Linked DNA regions of Mus musculus: all the other regions are linked to region 4. The links are chromatin contacts, called in public HiChIP or PLAC-seq and promoter capture Hi-C maps. All regions are on one chromosome and are shown on one strand. The core of a region is the stretch at or near the end of the contact, and the rest is flanking DNA. Distances in the headings are between cores, read along the strand shown. Region 1 holds the start of Abca15 (ATP-binding cassette, sub-family A (ABC1), member 15). Region 2 holds the start of Anks4b (ankyrin repeat and sterile alpha motif domain containing 4B). Region 3 holds the start of Igsf6 (immunoglobulin superfamily, member 6). Region 4 holds the start of Mosmo (modulator of smoothened).

Region 1 (2,700 bases), core at 64-2,563, 350 kb after region 4:
ATCAGGTTAAAGCTTTATTGAATCTTAAAATGAGGATGAATCTGAAGGAGATGGGCTGTTTTGGGGACTATAATCCAGACTCAGGCACAGCAATCAAATCAGGGGCCCTGTTAGCATGTGCACACACAGACACACACACACACACACAGACACACACACACACACACACACACACACACAAACTCTTTGGAAAAAATGACGCTTGAGTAGACTTTATAACATTTTGGAAAATAACAGCAAAATGAAACATAACCATAATATTACTAGGAAAATCTCTACTACTGTCTTTAAATTTATTGATATTGTTGTTGTGCACGTGCAACACATGGCCATAAATAAAAATAAAAGTTAAAATAAAATTAAAGATACACCCCAAGCTAATGAAACCAAAAGAGTACAGAAGTAGCTGTGCTAGTTAAAACAGATACAAAGTCAGGCTTGGTGACACATGCTCATAATTTTAACTACTCAAGAGGCTGAGGTAGGTGCTTGTGGAGCTGGACCTGTATCATATATATTTTCTGATCACAGTGTTATGTAAGTTTGATATAAATAACAGGAAATACTTTTAGAAAATTCACAGATATATGGAAATTAGACACCATGCTTCTTGTGAGTAAAATCGTCAATGAAGGCTTTTTTTCCCCCAGAAAGCAATTACCGATGTCTTGAGACAAATGGAAATGGAAAAAAAACATACTAAACTTACAAGATTTAGCAAAATACTCACTCTTTAAGGGAAGTTTACAGGATTAAAATTTACATCCCAGACTTTCAGAGAAACAACTTGCCAGTATGTCAGGGAACGAGAATAACAAGAATAAAACTAAGTGAGCAGAAGAGTGAAGCTCGGGAGGCAACCAAATCCTACACAGCCCAGACATCTCTTTACTCTGTGTTCTGGGTAAAGGAAAAAATGTGGGGCTAATCCCCACCCTCTTTTAAGACAGTCTCATTGTGAAGATCTGGCTGGTCCACAACTCAAAGGGCAGTGATGGGGCATCCTGCCGTTTTGCCTTTGACCTCCTACACCCCGAGCTGTGGTTTTGGCATTATCCCCATTTCTATATAGAAAATGGCAAATAGCGAGAGAGACAGAGAGAAAGGGAGATTGAACTCCCAGGGTATCTGAAAGCAGTGTGAGAGCAGGGGACACACAAGGGAGGACTCACCACTACTGCTCTAGTTAAGCAACCTTAAACCACTTAGCGCCTTATCCACCGAAGAGCATCATATGGCCCAGTTCTGGAAGCTCTTCCTGCACACAAGCAAGGCCTTAGCTAACCGTCCTGTAGGGTAGTGCTCTTTCTTCCAAGATCGTGGCCCCGGATCGGATCTCGTGCAACGAATTAAAAGTACAGTCGTGGGTGGACCAGAGGCACGCGCCAAGTGCGGTGAGCCGTTGAGGAGAGTCAGGTGCAAGAAAAAAGATGGAGGCACGTGCTGGGGGAGGAACAGGGGATGGGCTGGGAGTAGGGGGAGCCAACAAAACAGAAGGATCACGGAGCATATGCCGAAACCATATATTTCTCCTGTTCTCCCAAGTGCAACAGTTCAGAGGGAAAGAGCACGGAAGCGGGTCTGGGAGGGCTCCTGGCGATAGATCAACAGTCATGCACTGTAGTTAGGAGATGAGTTACTAGAGCTAGCAAGCTCAACCTGGAGTCAGAGAGACCTGGCACAGAGCCCAGCACAGAGCCTGACTTGTTCCAAATCCTTCTCAGCAACGCCTATCATTCAGTCCACCATGCACCATTGTTCCTTTCCACACTTGGGATCCTCTGCCCACAGCCCCAGCAGTATAGTGTTTCACACACCCCTCTCTCCGTTCTCCCTCCCATCTCTCCGCTTCTCTGACTCTATGCTGCTCCCCAATCTGGGATATCTAGCCACTCTTCTCAGTTCCTTCCAAGTCCGTACTGACTTAACCATGAACCCGCGTGCAGGAGCTGCCTAAGCCCTTTGCCCTCAGCTCTCAGACTCCCCACCTGCTTCATCTGGGTTCATCCACTAGCCTGTCAATAGAGGTCGACTCCACCTCTATATCAAATATCCCAGTGCTGTACAGGTCCATGAATGCCCACTCTTCTTGCCTCTACCCATCCTGATACCCTCTTCCAGTGTGGTTTCATTTTAGAGTCACAGGCTCTGAGTTCTGACAGGCACCGCAAGTTATCTATCCTTGACGTGCATGATAGGGATTTATTGTTGCATGGCGCTAAAAGGAGCGGGAACTAATGTGACATTACACTTTGTCAGGAGAGGGCGCTGGAAGAACACCATAGAAGCTTCTCTCCCGGGTTATCTTCTGCTTCACTTTTTTTTTTTTTTTTTTTTTTTTTAATTGGCTCTGGCCTGGTAACTTGCCAAGCAGCAGCTTGGACAGCATACTCCCCCAAAATCCCCACCCCTGCTCCCTCACCCCCGCACTTACAGTCCAGGACCATCAGGGCCACAGCTGTCTGGCTCTCAGCGAGAGGCTGCCAACAACCCAGCCTCAACAGCTGTTTCCAGTTCAGGCGCTCAGGTATTCAGCCCTTGAAGAATCCGCGTCGCGGAGCGGACGCGGCTACCCTGTGCTTGTTCCTTGGATGTTTTCATTCATCAGCGATAGTGCCGAGAGTTCATTTAAATATCTTCAATAAACTTTCCCTGTGCAAATTGTAATTTGGCATCTTGTCTCTAGGGGGAAACAGTGAC
Region 2 (2,700 bases), core at 32-2,531, 500 kb after region 4:
TGGTCTTATGGCTTAGGTTCTGTCCCTGTGCAGGTCAGGTCCAGCCAAGCTCAATGTCTTCCATCCTCGGAATGCACAGTGTTCTGCCTTAGGGGGAAAACACTTCCCTCCACCTCGATCAGCTCCTTGTCTTTCTAATGTCAGCTTAATTTCCCTTCCCTGGCACGAGCTTTATCACATCTACCCAAAGCCGCTCGCTTGGCTTCCCCTCTCAGATCTGATTGCCACAGGAACACTAGGATGTTCTGTTGATCAGCACCATCTGGGCAGCACCAAAAATATATGAGAAGAATTGGAATCAGAGGAGGAAGGAGTGGAAGAAAGAGAAAGAGGAAGAAGGAGAGAGAAGGAGGAGAGGTGGACTGTCACCTGCCAGATGCTAAATATGCACTGTCCTGGAATCACTTGGCTCTCTTACTCTTTACCTCCCCTCCCGTCCTCCCACTCCCACTCCTCTCATTCTCCCAGACTCCTCTTTCGCTCCATTTCTGCCCATCTTAAGTCGTAGCTGCCTACCCTGACTAGCCCTCTGGCAATGAGCAGGACAAGCAGAATAAAAGAGTTAGCAAAGACTTGAATTTAAAGGTAAGGGATGGTGTGTGTATGTGTGTGTGTGAAGATTGAAGACTCATTTTATAGCTTGTAAAGCCAGAAATTTCATTCAAAAATTCAGCTTACACCAAGGCCGAGTGTTCATAAAAGATAGTTTTTAGTGACACAATTGAAAACGTAAAATAAAGCCATGTCCTAACCAAGGAGGATGACTGAACCAAAAAGCATGGTGACCTCTTTTTAAGGAGTTAACCATTTCAATTCCATGGATATGACTTTCAGGGCATATAGTTCCAATGCCTACCCCCACCCCTCTGCCTGAGTGACTCCTAAATGGCTGTTTTCACAGGGAAAGAAACCATACCTAGCTTAGTCTTGACTCTTTCTCTAAAAGCCAAAGACTTAGGGAGCCTAGAAAGAAGTAAAATGTCTTCGTGGATGTCTCTGTCTCTTACTGCCGGTGTGGTACTCCCCACCCAGGATACCCTAACAGGAATCACTCACCCTCTACTGCAGATTATTTCTAGGGCCTCGAGGTTGCCGTGGTAGGCTGCCAGGAGAGTGGGTGTCATGCCATCCTCATCTGAGAGATTCAGATCACGCTTGGTGGCCTCCTTCAGAAGTTCCAGGTAGCTGTCACTCGCTGCTTGGTGATAGCGGGTAGACATTTTTTCTGCCCACCAGAGCTTGGCCAGGTAGGAGTCTTTGTCTAGGCAGAGCTGGTAACACAGTCTTCCAACAGGGCTGGTTAATCAGTGACGGGGAGTATCACCCCAGGCCAAAGTTCACTCCGGCCTTGCTCCTTGGAAGGCAGCCAGCCAGGAAGACCTGCAATCCTGGACTTGGGCCTTTCCTTTGGGGACCAACCATGGCAATGACCACTGAGGCCTGACAGGTGTGTCATGAGTGTGGTGAAGCACGTTTAATCTTTACTGTGTCCATTAACTAGTGTCAGATGTGATACTGACCACCCACTCACAGAATATGGGAAATAATCTCAAAAAACTCTGAACTGTTTAAGTTCACTTGGGTGGGAGAAGGGGTGTTTTAATAGATTTTAGGGGGTCTAATTTGTACAACTTGAATTTAGCCATTTGAAGTATAAAATAAAAGATCTTAGTAAATTTACAGTTGTGAAATCTTTGCTATAACATGGAGGAGAGAAGGCCGATTGACAGGCCAGAAGACAAACAGGTCACTCTCCAGGAACTGCCACAAAAAAGCTTGGTCTAGAGAGTGTCACAAAAAGGAAACAGCACTTTCTTTTTTAAAAATCTTTTATAAATATTTCTATTATACATAAATACACATATGTCATTATATATACATATATATGTATATGATTAATATTTATAGATATTTTTAAATGATTCAAGTAGCAATACCCAGGCTATAGGAAAGAGAGGAATTGATGTTAGGGTTTTTTAATTGGTTATTTTGTTTATTTACAATTCAAATATTATCCCCTTCCCAGTTTCCCCTCCGAAAACCTCTATTCCATCTCCCCTTTCCCCTGCTTGCATAAGGGTGCTATCCCACCTACCTACTCCTGCCCCACCTCTCTAGCATTCCCCTATGCTGGGGCATCAAGCCTTCACAGGACGAAGGGCCTCCCCTCCCAGTGATGCCAGATAAGGCCATCCTCTGCTACATATGCAGCTGGAGCCATGGGTACCTCCATGTGTTCTCTTTGGTTAGTAGTTTAGTCCCTAGGAGCTCTGGTGGGTCTGGTTGGTTCATATTGTTGTTCCTCCTATGGGGTTGCAAACCCCTTCAGCTCCTTTAGTCCTTCCCCTAACTCCTCCATTGTGGTCCCTGTGCTCAATCTGATGGTTTGACTGTGAGCATTCACATCTGTACTGCTCCCAGCTCTGGCAGAGCCTCTCAGGAGGACAGCTATACCAGGCTCCTGTCAGCAAGTGCTTCTTGGCATCAGCAATAGTGTCTGGGTTTGGTGTCTGCAGATGGGATGGATCCCTAGGTAAGGCAGTCTCTGGATGACCTTTCCTTCGGTCTCTGCTCCACCCTTGTCCCTGTAGGAAACAGCACTTTCTGGTTGCAGAATGATGTAAGTGAATAAGGCCAATCTGAACCAAGTACAACTCAGAACCACAGGCTGTACCATGTGAGCCCAGTATGTCCTGGAAA
Region 3 (2,700 bases), core at 161-2,660, 400 kb before region 4:
CCGCCTGCATCCAGTGCTGTTCCCAGGCTGCCTTCATCCAGAGCCTACACTGACTGAGCTGCCTGTGTGGCTCAGAAACTAGTCAGTGAATACTGAATATGGGGTTCACTTGTATTTGAAAGGAGATTTGGACATACGAGATCACGTACACTTACTCAACTTCCTGTCTAGAAGTTGCCTGGCTTAAAATTAAAATAGGCTCATGAGAAATTTCTATCCACAGAAACACAAGTGCTTTTCAGGAGAAGCTGACCCATTTCCTAAGTCATCTGTCAATCCCTTCCAAGCCTATGGGCAGTAGGAGCCTGGGCTGTGGGAAGCAGGCCAGGTCTGTTCCCTGCAAGCCACACTCTGACTACAAACAGACAATGCCAAAAGTGCACTTAGGTGTGCTCTTAGAGGCTGTGGTGACATGCCACTAAATTCATAGTGAGGCTTCTGATGCAGCGTGTGATAGAGCACGGGGAAAGGGAAGAGTACACACGTTTCAGTGGCCAGCACTGCATTCTCTCCCTGTCAGGGGAGTTCGTTCTTGGAGGGCGGGGAAGCTGCTTTTCTGGGCTTCCTTGAAGCAGGGTACCGGTGCCACACCTTAGCCTGTTGCCAAGACTGGAATGAGCTGGTGACCCAGAATAAAACAAGGCTTTTTGCCAAGTGCAAGCACTAATATCAAGTGGCTAGGGAGGTGGGCTGATGAGTGGGTGCTAATGACAGAATTTGCAGCACGTAGTACCCATCATCAGACCAGTTTCCCAGTGTGACTCAAGCTCCTCTTGACCTGGAGTTCACATGGTTCTCCAGGCCTTCTGAGACTCCAGGAGCCACTTCAAGTCCTGTTAACAAGTCTCTTTTTGCTGATCAGCTGAGTTCCTGATACTTACAAAGAACCACTTGACTAGTAAAGGCTGGGGGAGAGGGGGTGCTGTGTGTGACTCAGACCCAAAGCAAGCACCAAGGGACATAGCCATTTTGCTTATCAACACCAAGAAATCTTTCAATGCAAGCCAGGCGCACAAGCTTAACAGCAGCTGTGTACCTTTTTACCATGCCGGATGCTCTGGTCACTCCCTGGGTTTTTCTCCCAGGACTACAGGAAACATGGCCTCTGCTGCTGCTGCTCACGTCTAACAGTTTCTGGCCCTGAGAGGCCCTCTGCAGTGGAGCACATCAGTAAGAGCACTCTAAAATGCCAGGCTCTGCTTGAGGAGTACTGACCTCCTGCAAGCTCCACAAAGAATATCAAATGCCCATGGCAGTTTCTAACATACACGCACGCTTAGACTGAAATCTCAACTCTAAATGGTGAAACTTATTACAAACCATTCTTACACAATTTCTAAAAGTTCCTGCTTGTGCTTCCTTAATATGAGTTCCTCTCTTTACTTCTTCCTTTCTGAAAGGAGAAAAGTGGAGAAGGCGGCACATGCAGCAGAGATGGGCCCCGTGAGTGCACGCAGGAGCCGCCTCCGGCCAGAGATCAGCCTGATCCTTTTCCAAGTCGGTAAGAAGGTCAAGCTTTCCTTTTCTCCAGCTCATTAAGTGACCGCTGCTTCTCGCCTTATCTGTGTACTTAAGCTCTTAGCACATAATTTAAGAAGGCAGCACTACAGTAAGTCGGGGGCTGGAGGAGGTCACTTCTCCCACAGAATTAGGTACTAAAGCATAGCTGAAGAAAGGTTTCCTACCGGCCCTTGGTTGTTGATGCTGCTTTGAGCACATCTCACCAGAGAGAATCTGTGACCACTTGTGCTAGTCACTCAGTCAATTCCCACACAGGCAAGCTCTGGACTAATGTACACTGTACAATATTAGCTTAATACTTTCATAGCACAATGTTTCTAAAGGCTGAAAAGAACTTGGATTTAAAGCTGTAACTTGACCTAGAGAAAAGTCACCTGATAAAATAACTAATCTTTAAATTCTATCTCTACCTGTTCTAGCACTATAAAAGTTATTTATTTCATCATAGTTTAAATAATCTAAGATTTGTCCACTAAATCTGGATTGCAGGGCAACAAATGGAGCCAATGTTCTTGTAATTAATTTTTTTCTCATCTGTAAATACATGGTAGAGTAGCCTAATGGTGGAGGACTTGCCAAGCATATGTAAGGGTCTGGGTTCACTCTCCAGCACACACAAGAAAAGGAAAGGAGAAATGCAGAGGGAGGGGAGATGGGGCACGGGGAGGAGGAGTGAGTGAATTATTCCTAAATGTTAACAGTGGCTCTTCTGGCTGAGGAACCACGGTGATGTCTTATACTGCTCTATTGTCTGCCATGACTATACACTACTTTTGTACAGAGCTTTGTTGGAGTTAGAGAAAAGCTTTATCTTCCCATCTGTATTGTGAAATGTCTGCAGATATAATAACAAAAGGAGGGGATGAGATAGTGAGGAGACCTGAAACAAGCCCCAGTTAATGAACGCTAGGCAAGGCTGGGTCTGTGTGCTACTTTTGTACGTTTGACATTTTCTATAATAATAAATGTTGGGCAGGGCAGTGGTGGCACAAACCCAGCACCTGGGAGGCAGAGGCAAGCGGATTCTAAGTTCAAAGCTAGCCTGGTCTACAGAGCAAGTTCCAGGACAGTCAGGGCTACATAGAGTAACCCTGTCTCAAAAATATCATGATAATAATAATAGTAATTGTTAGCTTCTGATGCTAATAGTAATAACAGGTGTTGGAGCTGGGGAGATAT
Region 4 (2,700 bases), core at 105-2,604:
ATCTCTCTACTCAACAGTGCGAACCTTTCTTTGCTCCTAAGCATGTGATACTTAGAAAGTCTCACAAAGGAGTCTCTACACATACAGTCAGAGTAAAAACAACGGTGATAATGAACTGAATGTCTGTTCACACATATAGTCAAGTACACTGTCTGGAGTCAGCAACACTTTCAGAAACAGCCCACAGGTATTACCAAACTCCACATGATTCCCAAACTCTCTTTTTATGTGTTACAATTAACAGCTCTGCTAAAACTCTACAGCCAAGACAAGTGGAATTCTTCAGTGTTATGTTAATAACCAGTACATCTGGCAGCATGATTTTGTGTTACTAGGTCTAGGTTAGAGAGGAAGAAGAAAGCAACAAATGTCCCAGCTACCGTTTTGTTTTGTTTTGTTTTAAGAGCTAAAAATATTGCTGGATAAATTGAGAACCCTATGCGGCACTTAAGAAGTTTGACAGCACAACGATACATTTTATAAGAAATCATTTGAAGGGTCCCACTCCTCATTCCCCTTCACCTTCGCTGAACAAGCAGTTCAAATACAAGACCGTTCCTTAATTCTGAGCAGTTCTCCTGACAGCTGTGTACATTAATTAAAGGTTTGGTCTCGCAGGTCTAGGTGAGAAAGAGAGAAGCAAGGGAGGGCTGGAGCTGAGAACCCTGCCAGCGCATTCACCTGGGATACCCTTCGGAAAGATGCCCGCCTCTTTCTTGAGGACACCCCACACACACACACACACACAGACACCCGCCTCCAGCGCCAACGTTCCAGCAGGCACTGCCTCTGGGGCTGCCTGCGACTCTAATGTGTTATTTAATTTTCTAACTACTATTAAGATATCTCCAGCGCGCGCGTGTGTGCGTGAGATGCGCTGGAATGAAAGATGCTCCATAAAATGAAGTTTATTATTAGTATTATTATAGCTCCCCCCAGGCCTAAAAATAAAGCAAAGACTATAACCACAGACACTTCAAAGGGGAAAGGGGGAGCCACGGCAAACAGCCTCCGCCGGCCCCCCCACCCCGGCGCCGACCTTTAACCCTCGGGATCGCCGACCCGGGGGACCGCCACCCTCCCGGCCCGCGCACGCCGCTCACCCGCCGACTCCCCGGTGTTGATCCAGTCCGGGTTGGCGATGCTGGCGATGGCGAAGATATCGGCGGCCAGAAAGAGACATCCTGAGATGATGGTCAGTTTATCCATCGCCCCGCCCCGCTCCCCCCACCCCCCACCGCAGGGCAGGCCGCGGCCTCACTCCTCGCGCCCCATGGGCCGCCGGGCCCCGGGGTCCCCGCGCCGCCGCCCTCGGCCCTCGGCCCGCGCCGCGCGCTCGCGCCCTCCGCGCCGGGACCCGCAGCCGCCGCCCGCCCCGGAACTGCTCGGCCCGCCCGCCCCTCACCCGGAAGCGAAACCGCGCGCCGGCCGGCGGCGCCCAGGACTGCCCTGCAGAGCCTTCCCGAGGGGGCGTCGGCTCAGCCCGGCGCTCGGGGCTGCTACGGTGGTTCGGGTCGGAGACCCCTGAGATCTTAAAGATTTGTCCAGTGAGAATTAGGTGCAGACTGTTCCAGAGACAAGGAAACAGTCACTGGGGAGAGAGAAAGTGGATGTCAGGTTCAGGGACCTGCAGAACGGCCCGTGTGACTAGAGAGTGAGTGGCAGGAGAAAAGGTAGGCAGAGGCCAGAGGTGGCATTCGGGGTGGGCACGCGCCTACGAATCCCAGCTCTCGGGAAGCGGAAGCTGGAAAGACACCAGTTCCATGACAACCTAGGCTAAACAGGGAGATCCTGTCTTTAAATTCACCAAATGTGTATTTGGATTTTGTTCCAGATGCAATGGGAAGGAACTGGAGGATTTTCGACCAGGATAGTGACATGACCTTATTTGGTTTGTGAAGATCTGTGGTATAAATAGATTATAATGGGGGGAGGGGCAGCGAATGTAGGGACACCAGAAATGGCCCCGCAGTCTAAGACAGAGAATTGTGGTTTTTAGTTATGGTAGTCAAGAAAGAGAAAAATGAGCAGATGTGTGTGTTTTGCAGACAGAAGGAAGAACTTGCTGATAACAGAGAAAGCGATGAAGAATAACCTGAAATGTTTGTTAGTTTGCCCCTACCAGGTGTTTAGTGATATTTACAGAGTAAGGTTGTGGGGAGAGCCTTAGATTTAGTGCATAAACAGGAAACAATAATATGAATTGTTATAATAACAGGATTTGTCTACGATTTTGCTACCCCCTGGAGGTTTCCTTCCACCGTGGCTCTCTGCTAAATCACCATTAACCCTGACTTTATATCCATCTCTTTCTTAGCACTCCATAGAGCAAATGGAGATGATTTTTCTACTTAAGTACCACCTAAGCTATCTCTAGAAAGACCTAGAAGAGCGACTTTTGTCTCTATTTTTGGGATGCCTACATGTCCACAAAACTCAGGAGGTTTCAAATTCCACCAAATCCAGCATCCTTTCGTAATGGGCACCAGTGCCACCACGTAGATTGGGGAAAATGGAGTTGATTGCTGGTCTAAAGACTTTTCAGCCCAAACATTGGTCTCTTGGGGCAAGTATTTTTTTAAAAGTGCATATTTAATTACATAATTTATTTTTCCTCTGCCATTGACACTGACTCAGGTAATTCATGTTTCCTGGGGATCCAGATAGAATGCCTATCAGTTGCTGCAGTAGCTCTTCCCT

Evidence for each region. Promoter capture Hi-C pulls out the DNA fragments that hold promoters and counts their contacts. HiChIP or PLAC-seq counts read pairs in DNA pulled down with a chosen protein or histone mark.
Region 1: an H3K27ac HiChIP or PLAC-seq map of embryonic stem cells shows a contact between it and region 4, with 3 times the contacts expected there. The contact joins the promoter of Abca15 here to the promoter of Mosmo in region 4. A contact is called at or near these places in 1 of 39 promoter capture datasets (stem cell-derived epiblast-like cells) and 1 of 115 datasets of contacts at active chromatin or transcription factors (embryonic stem cells).
Region 2: a contact with region 4 is called in a FOXA1 HiChIP or PLAC-seq map of pancreatic cancer cells. The contact joins the promoter of Anks4b here to the promoter of Mosmo in region 4.
Region 3: a promoter capture Hi-C map of stem cell-derived epiblast-like cells shows a contact between it and region 4, with 2.6 times the contacts expected there. The contact joins the promoter of Igsf6 here to the promoter of Mosmo in region 4. A contact is called at or near these places in 7 of 39 promoter capture datasets (3T3-L1-derived adipocytes, embryonic stem cells, hippocampal neurons and 4 more), 1 of 484 Hi-C or Micro-C datasets (CD4 T cells), 1 of 115 datasets of contacts at active chromatin or transcription factors (bone marrow-derived macrophages) and 1 of 9 other capture datasets (adipose tissue).

The regions. Positions count from the first base shown.
Region 1 is chr7:120,327,297-120,329,996 of GRCm38.p6, reverse strand. It overlaps Abca15 (ATP-binding cassette, sub-family A (ABC1), member 15), which reads right to left and starts at 1,313. Exons shown (of 31, transcript NM_177213.3): 1 at 1,173-1,313.
Region 2 is chr7:120,172,439-120,175,138 of GRCm38.p6, reverse strand. Anks4b (ankyrin repeat and sterile alpha motif domain containing 4B) reads right to left here and starts at 1,281. Exons shown (of 2, transcript NM_028085.2): 1 at 1,057-1,281. The coding sequence starts at 1,220.
Region 3 is chr7:121,073,240-121,075,939 of GRCm38.p6, reverse strand. It overlaps Igsf6 (immunoglobulin superfamily, member 6), which reads left to right and starts at 1,410. Exons shown (of 6, transcript NM_030691.1): 1 at 1,410-1,501. The coding sequence starts at 1,435. All of the region lies in intron 4 of Mettl9 (methyltransferase like 9), which reads right to left.
Region 4 is chr7:120,676,274-120,678,973 of GRCm38.p6, reverse strand. It overlaps Mosmo (modulator of smoothened), which reads right to left and starts at 1,354. Exons shown (of 3, transcript NM_001164580.1): 1 at 1,104-1,354. The coding sequence starts at 1,209. It also overlaps a transcript of Pdzd9 not described here.